2 separate regions of the Arachis hypogaea genome follow, and region 2 is linked to region 1. A link is a contact called in public Hi-C data. All regions are on one chromosome and are shown on one strand. The core of a region is the stretch at or near the end of the contact, and the rest is flanking DNA. Distances in the headings are between cores, read along the strand shown. Region 1 holds the start of LOC112734059 (binding partner of ACD11 1). Region 2 has its middle 19 kb from the start of LOC112736073.

Region 1 (7,336 bases), core at 2,336-4,835:
TCATAGCAAAAATCCTTACTCAATGAATACTCGCCACTCGGTTTTAAAAACTAAACAATTTTTTATCAACAACCATTTTTTGTTTTTTATTCTATATTACCGACTTGGGTTACATAATTTTAGTGCCGTGGAACCAAATTCAACATCTGTGGTCTCCCTTACACTGGAACTTTTCTACCCAAAGGGTATGAGGTCATTGAAATTTGGAATATGAATCTGATGTTTGATTTAATTAGGACCATTGGATCTACAGATCTGAACATTCCAGATCGTAGGGTTGAATAGTTGAATTTAAGTGTCACTCTAACTTGCATTCAAGGTGTCCCAATTTCTGCTTTTATAATATTTAAAGTAAATAACAATCAAAGGGGAAGCTTGACTATTAGAAACAACAAAAAAATATATGAATAAATAAAACAAGGCCACGTAAGGAGCACTGATGTGGGTGCATACGCTGTTTGACTCGGCTCAATTCTATTGCATCACCCCTTGGTGCATAGTTTGTTAAGGAGAAAAAAATGATTATGCAGCTAAATTTACCTTACTAATCACATCAAGACAGTTAAATTACACATGAAATTGTAGTCTTGTAATAGATCATAATACTAATACACATAAAGCAGTAAGTTCAGCTGTTCATATGTATATACAAAATATGAAGCATGCATAGCTATACTAATAACAATACTATAATAACAAGCTATATTCAGAACAGGGAAAAAAGATAAACAAGAAAAGAGAGTTGAATTATGGTTATGGACTTATGGTTATGGCTATCAACTTACGGCAATGGCTCAATTTTTAGCTCCACGGTTACCTAAATCGGAAGCAACCTGCGCTGCCCGGGTTAAAGCACCGGAAACCCAGAAGGCACCTTTAGAGAAATAGCTACTATTAACTACAGTGTTCGCAGCTGCAGCCACAGATCGTCCCGTGGCAAATGCAGCTGACTTGGCTGTTTCTGATACATGATACCTTTGATCGGCGGATCTAACGGCCTCATAGCTAGCTGATAACTTGTCAGTGAGGCCAATTCTCTGGCTCAGCTCGGCTACCTTTGCTGTTGCCGTGGCTGAAACCCCGTGGGACTCGTCGAATTCCTTAGCCTTGGCTAATGCGTCTTTGCTGAGGACATACCCTTTTGCTATCATGGTCTTGACGACTTCTTGAGTCACTGTAACTACTTCTCCGGCAGAGGAAACAAATTGGTGGCTTTGTAGCGTCTGAAAGAGGACATGCTAGACCATGAACATTCAATAGAAAACTACAACCATTGGTGGTTGAAAACAAATGAAAGAAATACATCTACATACAGTTGATGAATCGTCGTCATGGTTATAGGATGGCCGGTTCCAATGATCGAACTCATCTTCATACTGCCCCCAGCGAGTAATGCATACACTTTGGTCTAAAATCGTGGCTCCCTAACACATCAAATTATGTAGAAAGGTATACACAACACATCAATCATATAACTTATCAGTGACCAGCTTAAGAATTACATCGGTCCTGAACATGAGTTTGATGAATACTCACACTTAGCAAGCAAGCAGTTTCTAGGGAATAAGCATCTTTGAATGTCACATATGCAGTGCAAGCATAATCACCAGACCTGTATTCAACAATATTATAAGCAAGTTTTATAGCATATTTTTAACACACTAGGTCCAACTCATCTGCAAGAATTAGCAACAGGGGAAATAGTAATCATCTCTGTCATGACTAATTAAAACACAGTACCAGTGGAAATTTGAAAATCGTATCCAAAATGAACATTTTTTGGAGTCTGATCTGTAGCATTTTACAACAATAACAACAAAGTATTGTTACTCTAGGTGGGATCGGGTGCATCAATCAAACAACACCATTGTACTGTGTCAAGAATCATGTCTGAATTTGATTCATGTATTGAGAAAAAGCAAAGCAATCAAGTTGAAATATACCCGAAGCAAAGCAACAAAAAGAAAGAAATTAAGTTTCACTTTAAAAACTATGGACAATAGAAAGAAGGGAACATCAAGAATCAACCCATAGTCCATACAAGATACAGCATGCTACAAACCTGATAAAGTGATAAAGATCAAGTATTACCTGACAATTTCGACATACTCAATTGCACCAGAGAATGCGAAAAAGTCGTACACATCCTTCTCAGTGGCTTTTGGCGATAGACTGGTAACTTCTACGGTATATCCACTAGACATGTTTCTGTTTTGCTACTTGTTTAGTATGAACACAACGGAGGAACAGAAATGGTAAAATCAAGTCAAAAAGGTAAGGATCATAAAACATAGGCCTAAAAGCTACGGTGAACAAACAAGAATTGTAAGTCAAGTTGTTCTTATTAAAGAGAGTAAAGATTGAAGAAATACAGAAGTATAAGAGAAATGGATGGTGGAAATGGTTTAATCTTGCTAATTGAAGGAATCTAAATATACTAGGCCATAAGATAATATGAACTATATTGATATAATATGATCATATTGTAGTGTACTAGTGTGTTACAACTTACAAGAAGCAAAAAACTAATACTGTTTATAGTGATCTTAAAACACTCATCCTAATGAACAAATAGAGAATAAGTTTTGATACCATATTAGGATTGAATGTAGTCACCAAAAAAATATTAGGATAATGTACTTAGTTCACTCCCAAAAGTTAGCTCATGAAATGGAGGATGCCCAAACTCTTACAATGGCTTTCCAGGGCTTATCTCTAGGCGATGTGAAAATCCTAACGACAAACAAATCTGACATTTCAATAGCATCGAAATTACCAAAAACCGATTTCTTCAGCCACAATCCTGAAAGTCACTGTCCTACATCTACACAGCAATACAGGACACATACAACTAGCTATGAAATGGTAGTTTCTTGCCTCAATGATCGGCCACCACCTCCCCAACCTCAAATACTTTTGTCAATCCACCCCACCATCACCTCAACCTCACCAAATTGATCACGTCAATTCCTCAGCCACTAATCAGTACCCAACATCACCACCACCACTTCTTGTGGCCACCCAGCCACTATCCTAATTTCAACCACCATTCTTCTCAAATTTTCCCCCAATACTATTTTATGCTTTGACTATAGCTTTACTACCCCCAATATCTTGTGATCTAAGAATTCCTCATTGATTTTCCAGCATTAGATTTCCAGGTTTGAATTTCCCAACCACATTCCTCTTTCTTAAGAACTATTCTACCGATTGAATTATACATCATTATTCCCTTTCTTGACCCAACTGGGCACCTTCATTGCCCAAGTTCATACTTCCAATCACAGAAATATAAAAAAAAAAAATCCAAAAAATAGTATTTTTAATAATAAACGACAGAGAGAGAGAGAATAAAAATTGAGGTAAGATAAGAGAGTAGCGTACAAGTTCAGGGAGGGTTGAGAATTTAGATCAGCGAATTGAGCAGAGGAAGCCAAGCCAGACACTGTGATGACGGTGGTGTGGTTTCTACAAGTAACAACCAATTAACTGTTCGCTCTTGTCATTCTCTCATTTCCAATCCCCATTATTATGTGGTAGCAACCACAATTTTAACATTCTCATATTTTCTTAATCAATAGAGTTTAATTATTTTACATATACGTATAATTATATCCTTTTTTTTTTTTGGATGATCATGATTAATTTTGATATATTATTTGTTTTCTTTTAATAATTTTAGACATTTCATTTTAGTTAAAATAAAGATCATTTTCTATAAAATATAACTTTTATCATTTGATGAAAAAATGTTTTTTTTTTATAATGTAAAAAAAGTTCAAAGATAAAATAGGAGATTTTAATATTTATATCAAAATATAAATTAATTTTATATTAAATGTACAATAATTTTACTCCTTAAAGATATTTTCAATTATTTTTTTTTAAAAAAATAGCTATTTAAAACAAGCACGCACATTACATTATATTTATTATCACCATCATCATTGTTGTCATCATCAATAATAGAGATTGCTCATGTTGTTACATTTTAAATTTTAATCAAAGAAGATCATTTATATTTGAGAAAAGGATAAATTAATCTTTAATTTTTTAGTTTGTAGATATTTAAATTTTTAAAAATTTAAAAATATATTTAAGTCTTTAATTTTTTTTTTAATTTGGACATCGATTTTTGACTCTAATTTGTTCTATTTTAAATTTTTTTTTATATATGCATCTATATCAATCAGGTCAATACAACGGAAGTCACATTTAATTTTTTAGTTGATTTTCACAAACTCAAGTGAACATGAGGGATCGATATATCCAAGTTTTAAAAATGTCAAAAATTTTAAATGTATTTTCAAATTTTCGAAGATTTAAATATCTCTGCGCATCAAAAAGTCTTTGGTCAGTTTGAATTGACTTTTAAAAAAAGTACTTAATTTTTTTTATCTTTTTTAATAAACAAAAATTATTTTATATTTAAATAATTTTTTTAAAATTAATTTTTAAGTATTAAAAATATATTTTTATTTTTTTTAAATAAAGTATTGTTAACTAAAATTTTCAATAAAAATATTTTTTTAAAATATGTATTCAAATAGATTTTAAATCGAATAAAAATATTTTATTAAAAAATTTACTTTTTTAACTAAAAAAAAGGGCTAATCCAAACTAGCACAAAGAGTTATTGTACTTTTCTCTTTATATGTTTTTTTTTTTTTATTGGACTTTTCTCTTTATATGTTTAAGCAAGATTTTCAGTACTACTAGTCTACTACTACTAACATGGATCTATAAGTCAATGGCCCAAGACTTTTAGAAATCAATTTCATCATTATCTGTGCCTTCAAATAAAGTCAGAACTAAAGAAGGCCCAAATAAATAGGAAGTCCAATCTGGCTTAAGATAATTTTCATCTAAATCAATTCCATTCTTTTGCAGTGGAGGCTTAGTACAGATGGCATCCGAGTTCAAGTAAAAGAAAATTCTACTCTTAAAATATTTGCTGACTTTTGTATTAGAGTCTTCTTTAAGTACCCCTTACTTCTCCAAAAAAAATTCCACTCTTTTAAAATATTTGCTGACTTTTGTATTAGAGTCTCCTTTTAAGTACCCCCTACTTCTTCACAATGATTCTGGTGTCACTAACCATAGTAAGCGCCTACTGCAAGATCTAGACTAAATTTTAATTGAAATATCAAGTTAGTTACAACTTATAAATCTTAATTAAGTTAAAATTGTTAAATAAGTAGTCTTAATATAATATCAAATACGATCGAGTAAATAGACTTTTAGTTATATGGACGATAAGGATGTTCAAATTCATGACGACTAACTTTTATGTGTATTATCCATAATTTCACATAACATATCAATAAATCATTAGCAACATTAGGAGAATTTAGATTTTTCTCTTTTAGTCATGTTGAGATAAATAAAAATAGAATAGCTCATGAGTTAGTTAAGATGGCTCTTATTAATTTAAATTTGGTGTGAATGGAAAAAGTACCAAATCATGTAAAAAACTAAAAAATATAATCTAGTCATGCTGAATATTTTACTGCCAATGGATTGAATCAACACACTTTTCTCGTCCAAAAAAAAAATACCATATCAATAAATTATTTTTAGTTATTTTAAAATATAATACTATTTTTATTTTTCTTTTTTTACTTTTTTTTTTATAAATAGGCCCTTGTTGGTAATTTTTGGATTTTTTTTGTGTATAAGTTTTGATATTTGATGTGTACTTCTGTAGTCACGAAAATATATGTAGATTTGGCGTCAATTAAACTTGAAATATTAAAAGCACTGTGTTCAACTTTAAAACTTCAGTTATACAATAAAAAAGGTCCTGAGAATAACTTCAGAACTAAGATCAAAGATCGAACGGCCTTACCTATCTAATTTTTATATATTAAAGATAAAATCTATCCCACTCTCTTAATATTAAAAAATAAGTTATCTCTTATTATATGTTACATTATTATTAGTTAAAATAAATTAATTTATCATGATTAATTTTAATCTTTTATTTAATTTAACTAATTAATTATAATATAACTATTTTTACAATGTATAAAAATTTATTGGAGAAACTTCATTATCAAAATAGTCCGATTATATGATAAATTATTATTATCCATTTGATTGAAATAAAAAATTTATTTCTTTTTTTATTTACAATAAACATCAATTTTGGTTCTAACTTATGGCAAGGCCTGCATGGAGGGACTTCATCCTATGAACTTGGATGATCTTATGATGTATTACTGAGTTTCAACCGTGAATATACAATTCATTGCAATTAATAATTTTTAAATAGAATAAATGATGAACTTGAATAATCGTGTTTACAAATATCATAACAACCTAACTCCACAATCCCTATTTATTAGCATTACAAGCTCCGAAGCATTTTGATAAAATCTGCTATAATGATGCAGAATTTGAATCGAAAAATAAGAAAAAAGTAAAAGTGTAAAATGAACTTAAAAGAGATTTAAATATAAAATTATGATTGTGGTTAATCTCATTTACTTTTAAACGACTAATTCTATATTTATAGATATTAGAAAAACTAAAATATACTAATTTAGTACTTTTCTAATTAATTTAATGTTATGATTTAGCAGTTTTTAACAAACTTCAGACCCTAACAAACTTACGTAACAATTCTACTAATTTGAAGATACAACTAATTAGTTATATGAGCTGCATAGCCTTATCATCTAACAGTCTCTCTCAAACTTGGAGTGCATATATCAACCAATCTAAGTTTGCGATAAAACGATGCAAATGGTCCTGGAGCTAAGCTCTTTGTGAGCACATCTGCTATCTGCTCTCCACTGGGGATTGGTAGTAACTTTAGTGAACTATCTTGTACTATACTATCTCTCACCGTATGATAATCTATCTCGATATGCTTCGTTCTTTCATGAAATACAGGGTTGGCGGCTATATGCATTGCGGACTGGTTGTCGCAGTAAAGAGTGATTGGTTTGCTCAGTGGGGTATGAAAGTCTCGAAGTATGTAGCTCAGTCACCTTCCTTCACATGTTGCCAAAGCCATAGCTCTATACTCCACATTCACTGATGATCTAGCAACTGTAGTTTGCTTTCTACTTTTTCATGACACAAGAGATGAACCCAAAAGGAAACAAAATCCAGAGATAGATCTCCTTGTGTCTAGGCATGTCTTCCAGTCTGAATCTGAATATTCTGTGAGCGACAAATCTAATGAGGTGGCAGAAAATTTTATTCCGCAGGCTGGTGCACGCTTTATATATCTTAAGATGTGCAGACTGCTTTGAAATGATCTGTTGTAACCCAGTCCAAGTACTGGCTCAACTTGTTGACTGCAAATGAAATGTCTGGTCTTGTATTT
Region 2 (7,336 bases), core at 3,482-5,981, 39 kb after region 1:
GGCCTGACCTTCAAATTGGTTCTTTCGATCTGCTGACAATAATGTACATCAGTAATAGGATTTCCTTCTTTTTTACTCTCTAGAAAACTTTCAACACACACAATTGGCTGCTCCTCCCTATTATTCTCTCCCTCCTCGTTGACACTATTCAATTCTATTAGAGGCTTATTAGCAGTAATCGAAACCTCCCTTTTACTTGTTCTCGTTTCCTCCATGTCAGCGTTGTTCATGTTTTTCTTCTCTTTTATAGATAATGCTGCCATACTCCTAAGGAGATTAACTGGAGTGGACTTTTTGGCCTTATTCCTCCAGTCACTTGAGTTTGAACCCTGATTTGTTTAGGAGTTCTCTTTTAAGTGTGTAACCTTTTTACCTGTTTGTTCTGCCTTCATCCACTCTCCCCAACATTCCTCCACCTTCTCTCCATTTACCGTGTCATCTAGCAGTGTGTTGCAGCTTCTCACCTCGTGTCCTAGATGGCCACAATAGGAGCAAAAACACCCTATTCGCTCATACTTCAGATCTACCTCCATAACCCGACCATTTAGCCCTGCAATCCTCACAGATTTTCTCAGTTTCTGAGTAACATCAAGGCTGACTTGCACTTTTACAATTTTTGATTCTCTTCCTTTCATTGTAAACACTCCCACATCCAACACGTCACCAATAGTTGCACCAATTTTCTTTCCCAGTGCTATTGTCTTACAGTACTCTGGGAGGCCCCATAGTTGCACCCAGATCAGAACAAAGGCAAATTCTTCAGCATTAATACACATCTCCTTGTTCCATCGTTTGATATTGATTATGTAATTTTTGAGAAGCCATGGAACTTCCTTCTCCACCCTAATTAAATCCTACTCGTTATCAAAGAAGAATTGGAAGGTGTTGTCTCCATGATCAGTGACATGAAAACCTTCAGGCTGTCGCCATATAGCAAACATTGCAGGTTCAATTGTGCCAATTGAGAAGGACTTATCAGATAGAATTCGACCTACCAAACTCTTTTCACATACCTCCAACCCTTCTTTGATATCATCATCATCGAAGAACACCACTCCATTCTCTTTTGATCTCTCTCGATCCTCCTTTCTCCTATCTCCTACTCCTTTTTCTTCTATTGATTACGAAAACACCAACCGAGTGAGAATTAGCACGCGGAAGTGCAAAATTAGAATTTCTCACGCAGTAAAACCTTAAAGCACCTAAATTCTTGTAGAGCACTTGAAATTCTGTTTGGGCCACGCAGTAAAAAATTTAATGTACATATAATAATACCACCAACTCTTAAATATAACTATTATGTAGAATTAAACCAAATAAAAGTACTATCAAATATTAGTACTTTTGTCTTTTGGCTAGGTAGTTAATTATTAGTCTTTTGGCACCATAGATTCACAGATAATAATGTAGTCCACATATATACTCTTTAATTTGCAGGGTTGTTTCAAATCATAAGGGACCTTTGACAATTGCAACCACTAATTAAATAACATCATTTGCTTAGAAGAATCACTGTGTTATAAGTCTTGTAAAATCAATACCTGTATGAGAATCTCACATCAAGAAAGCAATACTAGAAAAATTGTTTTATAAAATTTTTGGTTCTCTTAGGTAGCGTTTGGTGGAGAGATAGAGACGGAAAGACTGAGACTGAGAGACAGAGACTAAGAGACAGGGATTGAAATAAATCTCAGTATTCTGTTTGGTGCAAAATGGGAGACATGAATTGAAACAAGAATGAAACTCTAATTTAATTTGCACAAAGGGTAAAATTGAAATTAATTAATTGAAATAAAAGTATTTTAGGTATAAAATGTTATTAAAATTTCAGTCTCCATCTCTACAAATTCCAGTCCCCTGTGTCCCTACTTTTTGGAGGTACTAAAATACTGAAATTTTAGAGACAGAGACATAAATTTTAGTACCAGTCTCTGAACTAACAAATACGATACTGAGTCTCAGTCTCTCAATCTCTGTCTCAGTACCTCAAAACAAACGCTACCTACCATATGAATTAGTTTTTTATGGTGATGGTTTTTCCAAAGTTTTGTAGTTTTTTACATGGACGCTATTGTTAAGAGTCCGCCAATAAAAAAAGATACCTACGAAGGGTTTTGAGTTTTGACCAATAAAAAACCAAGTGAAAGCTTTTAAAGGAGAGACTATAACGTTATAGTCTCGCGAACTATGTTACGAATCTTGCGGGACCAATACCTTAAGAAAAAAAAAGGAGTGTTAGGGATTAATAAGTTTTGTGAATTGTAGTCATCAATAATATTTTTAATGGTGTGAGATTTCATCCAATGATGTAGGATTACTTACTTTTTTTTTTATGGTTAAGTGTTGGTCAGATTTTAATAAAAATACTGACCCCTAAACTTTTTCGAAAAGAAAATTCCAGATCAAAGAGCCAACACAGGGAAAGGAGTCTAGCGGAGGCAAATAAAATAATAATTGAGTAGTTAAATAGAAAGTCTAGGGGTAACACTTTTATTAAAATTTGGCTAACACTTAACCATCAAAAGAAAAGTGAATAATCTCACACCATTAGATGTAATCTCACACAATTAAAAATACTAATAATAGCTAATTAATGACTACAAATGACAAAATCTATTGTTCCCTAACACATGGAAATTAAATATATTTGCATGCAAGCATGCTTCCTTGTAACGCAAATGATAGAAAAAGATGAAACACAACACAAGAGGGACATCCAGCAAAGCCCTGAGGCCATTCATGTTCCCAATGACCAAAAACATTCATGCATGGCCTACATCTGAAACAGAGCTATATGCTAAGTTCAAAGTTGCACAACTGTGAAACGTAGGTTTATTTTTGTCTGAATCCAACACAAAACACACACAATCTAAGTCGTGATTTATGAACAGTTCATGCATCCCACTTGCAACATATGTGGGTAATGTTTATTTGTTGTTTCTCTAGGTGTTCTTTATTTATTTATTTTTCAAGTGTTGGTCATTTTCTTATACGAATTATGGCATCATCATATGGATTTGGTTGAATGGTTGTGGTCTTTGTTTCCAAGCATCCCTTGGTACCTTAAGGATAATGGGTTTGAATGTAAAGTTTCATGTATAATTAAATGTTACCTAAATTCCTTACTAGAAGTTCTCAACTTTTGTGAATTTATTTATTTTAGTATGTAGAATTTGTTTTCAAGAAAAATCTATAGAATTCTTAAAAAACTATGTAAAAAATCCAATGATGTTTATTGGATTAGGCTAACCAGACAAATACAAGTTGGATTGAGTTCACGGCTAGGGCCAATTCAGGAAAATTGTTCTTCATAATGTATGGCTTGAGTTCAAAGTTTGAACATTTTAACCTACAAAACCCAATTCATATGAGATAAAACGGTTAAGCAACCTAAGTAACTAATATTTATGCTAAGTCAATTGTCATTCTTGTATTTTTTTTTTTTCGTCACGGTATTTCCAACCCGATAAACTAAGGAGCAATTCATTGTAGATTGAACTTCTATTTAATGGTTGGTCTCTTTCCATGGATTGTTGCATATACAATGTAATATTTGAATTTCTTGATATTTGATTAAGTGAATTAGTAAGCTAACCACTACGTTGTTTCAATTAGGGCTGAAAGTGAGTCAAGCTAGCTCGAGCTCGACTCGTTAATAGCTCGATAAGCTGAATTCGTGAGTTGGTGAGCCAAACTTGAACTTGGAATTGATCTCATAAATTAAATGAGTCGAGTTTAAGTTTGGATAAGCTCAACTCATTAGTTCGTGAGCTGGCTCGATTATATATAATATTAAAAATATAGATTATATATATATATATATATATATATATATATATATATATATATATGCTATTAATTATTTAAAATTTTATAGTCATTTTTTATATATAATTTTGATATAAGACATATATAAAAAATTTATAATTGATAGATAGACAATATATAAAATTTATTCTTTTTAATATTTTTTAATATATATAAGTTATAATTTATTGATATAGAATTATAAATTATGTTTCTATTATTTGAGCCAGCCCGTGAGCTTTCGTTAAGCCGAACTTGAGCTTATGAAATAGGCTCGATTGTTAATGAGTCGAGCCATAAGCCAAGTTTAATTTTCGTGAGCCGAGCTTGAGCTTGGTCTAGCTCAGCTCAACTCGACTCACTTCCAGCCCTAGTTCCAACAATAGGTTGTTTTTTTTTTTTTGGTGAACTAGTAATGGGCATAAGAAGCCCAATAGACTTTACAACTCCTCTAAATCCAATAAATTAATAAGGGCACTAGCTTATCTTCTGTTGGTTTGGGTGTAAATCTAAAACCAAGAACTTGTGTATTATTTTTTTTTTTTCTTTATTTTTGGACTTGAGAACTTGTGTATGTTAAACCCATGTCTTCCACATACAATTTTTTGCTTCTGAGACCAATATATTTGGCCCACTGGACAAAATATTTTCCTTCGTAGGATACCAACGGGCCTATGTCCAAAGTTCCAGTATTTTCCCAATAAAAAAACTATAGACTTTCAGTGATGTGCCGACTTTGCAAATTGTTAATCATCTATTCATCTGCTATCATCGTTAAAAATCAACCAAAATAAATAAATAAATAAACCCTCCATGTCTTGAATAACAAAGGCCAAAAGGCAAACTATTTGTACTTGACTTTTGTATGTACCTAACCTAAATTTTTTGGCACATATGGAGACGCATGCTTGTATGTAGGTATACAAAAATTCTACATCATAATAATAATAATTGTGTAGGAGTATAATATGACCTTTTTCCATCAACAAGCAAATGATCTTTTTACAACTGTAACAAAAAAAAAAAATAAAAATGAAAGATTACTTAAACCCATTGGAATCAAATTGCCAATCGTTACCAACAAACTGTTCACTAAGCACACGAGAAGACTTTTAATACATCTTTATCCCTTCGAAGTTCGAAATTTTCTAGACACAATAGATTGGCATATTCCTATTCAAGTGGGTAAATCTTAGCACAAACCGTATTCTTTTCCAACAGATGTAGAATATATAATTTTTTTTTCTTCCTCCTATTATAAAGGCATATGTGCATGAAAAAGAAAAGGGCATATGTGCCAATTTTTAAAGTGTGTTTTTGTGATCAAATTTTTGCCATGAATGCCTCCGAATGAAAATAAAGTTTATATTCTTTAGTAAATATTTGGTATTTGGCACTTGCAATGAATGTGTTTGTTGTCAATCACAAAACAATTCTATTCCTCGATCACAAACCGAATCTGATTCTAAATTGTGATATCATTCTGGCCAAAGAGCCTAGTCACATTAGATGCATATATACTTATATTATATGCAACTATAACTATATATATAATGTGGCACCAATTCATTGGGAAATAGAAAGCGCCTTATAACTACTTTCCTTTTGGAGGAAATGGTTGAACTTGCTAGTACTAACTGCTATTTTAGGATTATATTTTATATATAAATAATCTATCAAAATTAAATTATTTGTGAATGGGGATTATGATGCATATGATTTCTGCGTGTCTGGTGATATATTATTATTAGAATTAGATTGTGTTTCACAAGGGTATTCTCACTAGAACTACAAAGAAACGTGAAAGAGAATGAACAAAATGCAAGAAACTCCTTTTTCACAATGATTGACGAGGGAATAATGAATCATTTTGTGTGAATTTTTCAAGAGAACTTTAATTTGCTTCATATTAAGGTTCGAAAAATCCAACTGGTCATCCAATTAATAAAGTTATCAATTTAGTTAAAAAATAATTAATGTTTAACTGAAGTTGAATCAGATGTAATAAAATAATATATTTATATATAAAGTATATAATTTTTTTAAAAATTTTATTTATTATTTTAATTCCATTAAAAAAATTACATCGGTTTGACTGGTTAACTTTAATTTATTATTATTATTTTTTTTTTACTAGTTCATTGTTATTAAATAGATTTTACTTTAAACTAGATCAATTTAAAAATTAGTTCTCCATTAACCGGATCGAATCAACCGATTCAATATAGTTTTCATATTAGGAGATGCTCCCATAAAGACGCAGAAAACGTCTTTTTTTAAAGATATTTTTTAATAATTAAAATTTAACACATATAATCATTTAAATTATGTTATTTTTGTCAAAATTATGTCAGACAAATTAATTTGATCGAAAAATAGTGAATCAAATTTTGAATCCGTCTAAATTAATATTATTTTTTATAAAAAATGAGTACAATACCCCTATTATATAAAATGACTAAAATACTCTTATTATATATATTAATTTTGAGAATTCTAAATTCTAGTCCTTTTCTTCTCTATTGTTATCAGGTTAGAATTTAAAGTTTTCAAAATTTATATATATATATATATATATATAATAGGAATATTTTAGTTGTGTTTTATAATAGGAATATTGTAGTAATTTTTTATAAAAAATATTAATTTATACTGGTTTAAAAATTTAATTTATTAATTTTTTTGCTAAACTAATTTGTCCAGTCTAATTTTAATAAAAATAATACAATTTAATTGATTATATGTGTTAAATTTTAATTTTTAAAAAATATTTTTTAAAAAAGACGTTTTTGACATCGTGGCTCCCTTCATATTAGGTATACAATTTTGTACTATTCATTATATATTTTGTGTTTATTATCTAAGTCTGTCTCATTTTTTAAGTAGATATAACAAATCACACATAACAAAAGCCATATCGAAGTTTAATATGAGAAGATATATTTCTATACAAAGAAGATAACACATGGTATTCATTTTCAAAGTATACGAATTAAAACTCATCAATTAATTATATTTTATTATTAAAAACTTGACTAATCTGATTTAATTCGTAAAATCTCAAAAATTCTATCCTCACGATCAATACTCAAACTTTAGACAGTTCAAAATATAAGGATTTTGAGCTCTAAAAAGCAAAACTAATAACCAATTCCACAAAGTCTTCTTCTAATCTCAACCAAAAACCAATTTAGGTTTTGAAGGTCAAAGGATAGAATAGTATATTAATACGTAACAAATCCATGATCTAGTGCCACTCATAACTTTGAAACAAAAGCATCAAAAAGCAAGTTCAATGAACAAACCATTGTTATTTTTTAAAGCCATTTTAATTTTTCTCTTCATTAGTAGTGGGGATCCGTTTATTACAAGAAGCTCTTCCATTGTTGGGATTGCCGACCATGGGTTCTAGAAGGGAGGAAAATTTAGACAAAAGTAAAAGGTTACCCAATCCAAAGGTTGAAAAAGTAAATAAAAGACTTCAACTATGTTCTATGCATTACTTACCCCTTCCCCATATATATATAAT

The links. A called contact is a pair of places that touch in the nucleus more often than the background predicts.
Region 2: a Hi-C map of an unstated tissue shows a contact between it and region 1, with 3 times the contacts expected there. The contact joins the enhancer-like site here to the promoter of LOC112734059 in region 1. A contact is called at or near these places in 5 of 8 Hi-C or Micro-C datasets (leaf and an unstated tissue).

Annotation. Positions count from the first base shown.
Region 1 is chr3:134,755,677-134,763,012 of arahy.Tifrunner.gnm2.J5K5, forward strand. It overlaps LOC112734059 (binding partner of ACD11 1), which reads right to left and starts at 3,586. Exons shown (of 5, transcript XM_025783245.3): 1 at 3,385-3,586; 2 at 2,092-2,216; 3 at 1,537-1,612; 4 at 1,314-1,424; 5 at 568-1,223. The coding sequence starts at 2,204. The coding sequence ends at 795.
Region 2 is chr3:134,793,105-134,800,440 of arahy.Tifrunner.gnm2.J5K5, forward strand. No RefSeq gene overlaps it. Among protein-coding and RNA genes, the nearest start is that of LOC112736073, 19 kb to the left of the region's middle. Within about 2 kb of position 4,732, at least 3 of the 3 cell types and tissues checked have open chromatin away from gene starts, as enhancers often do.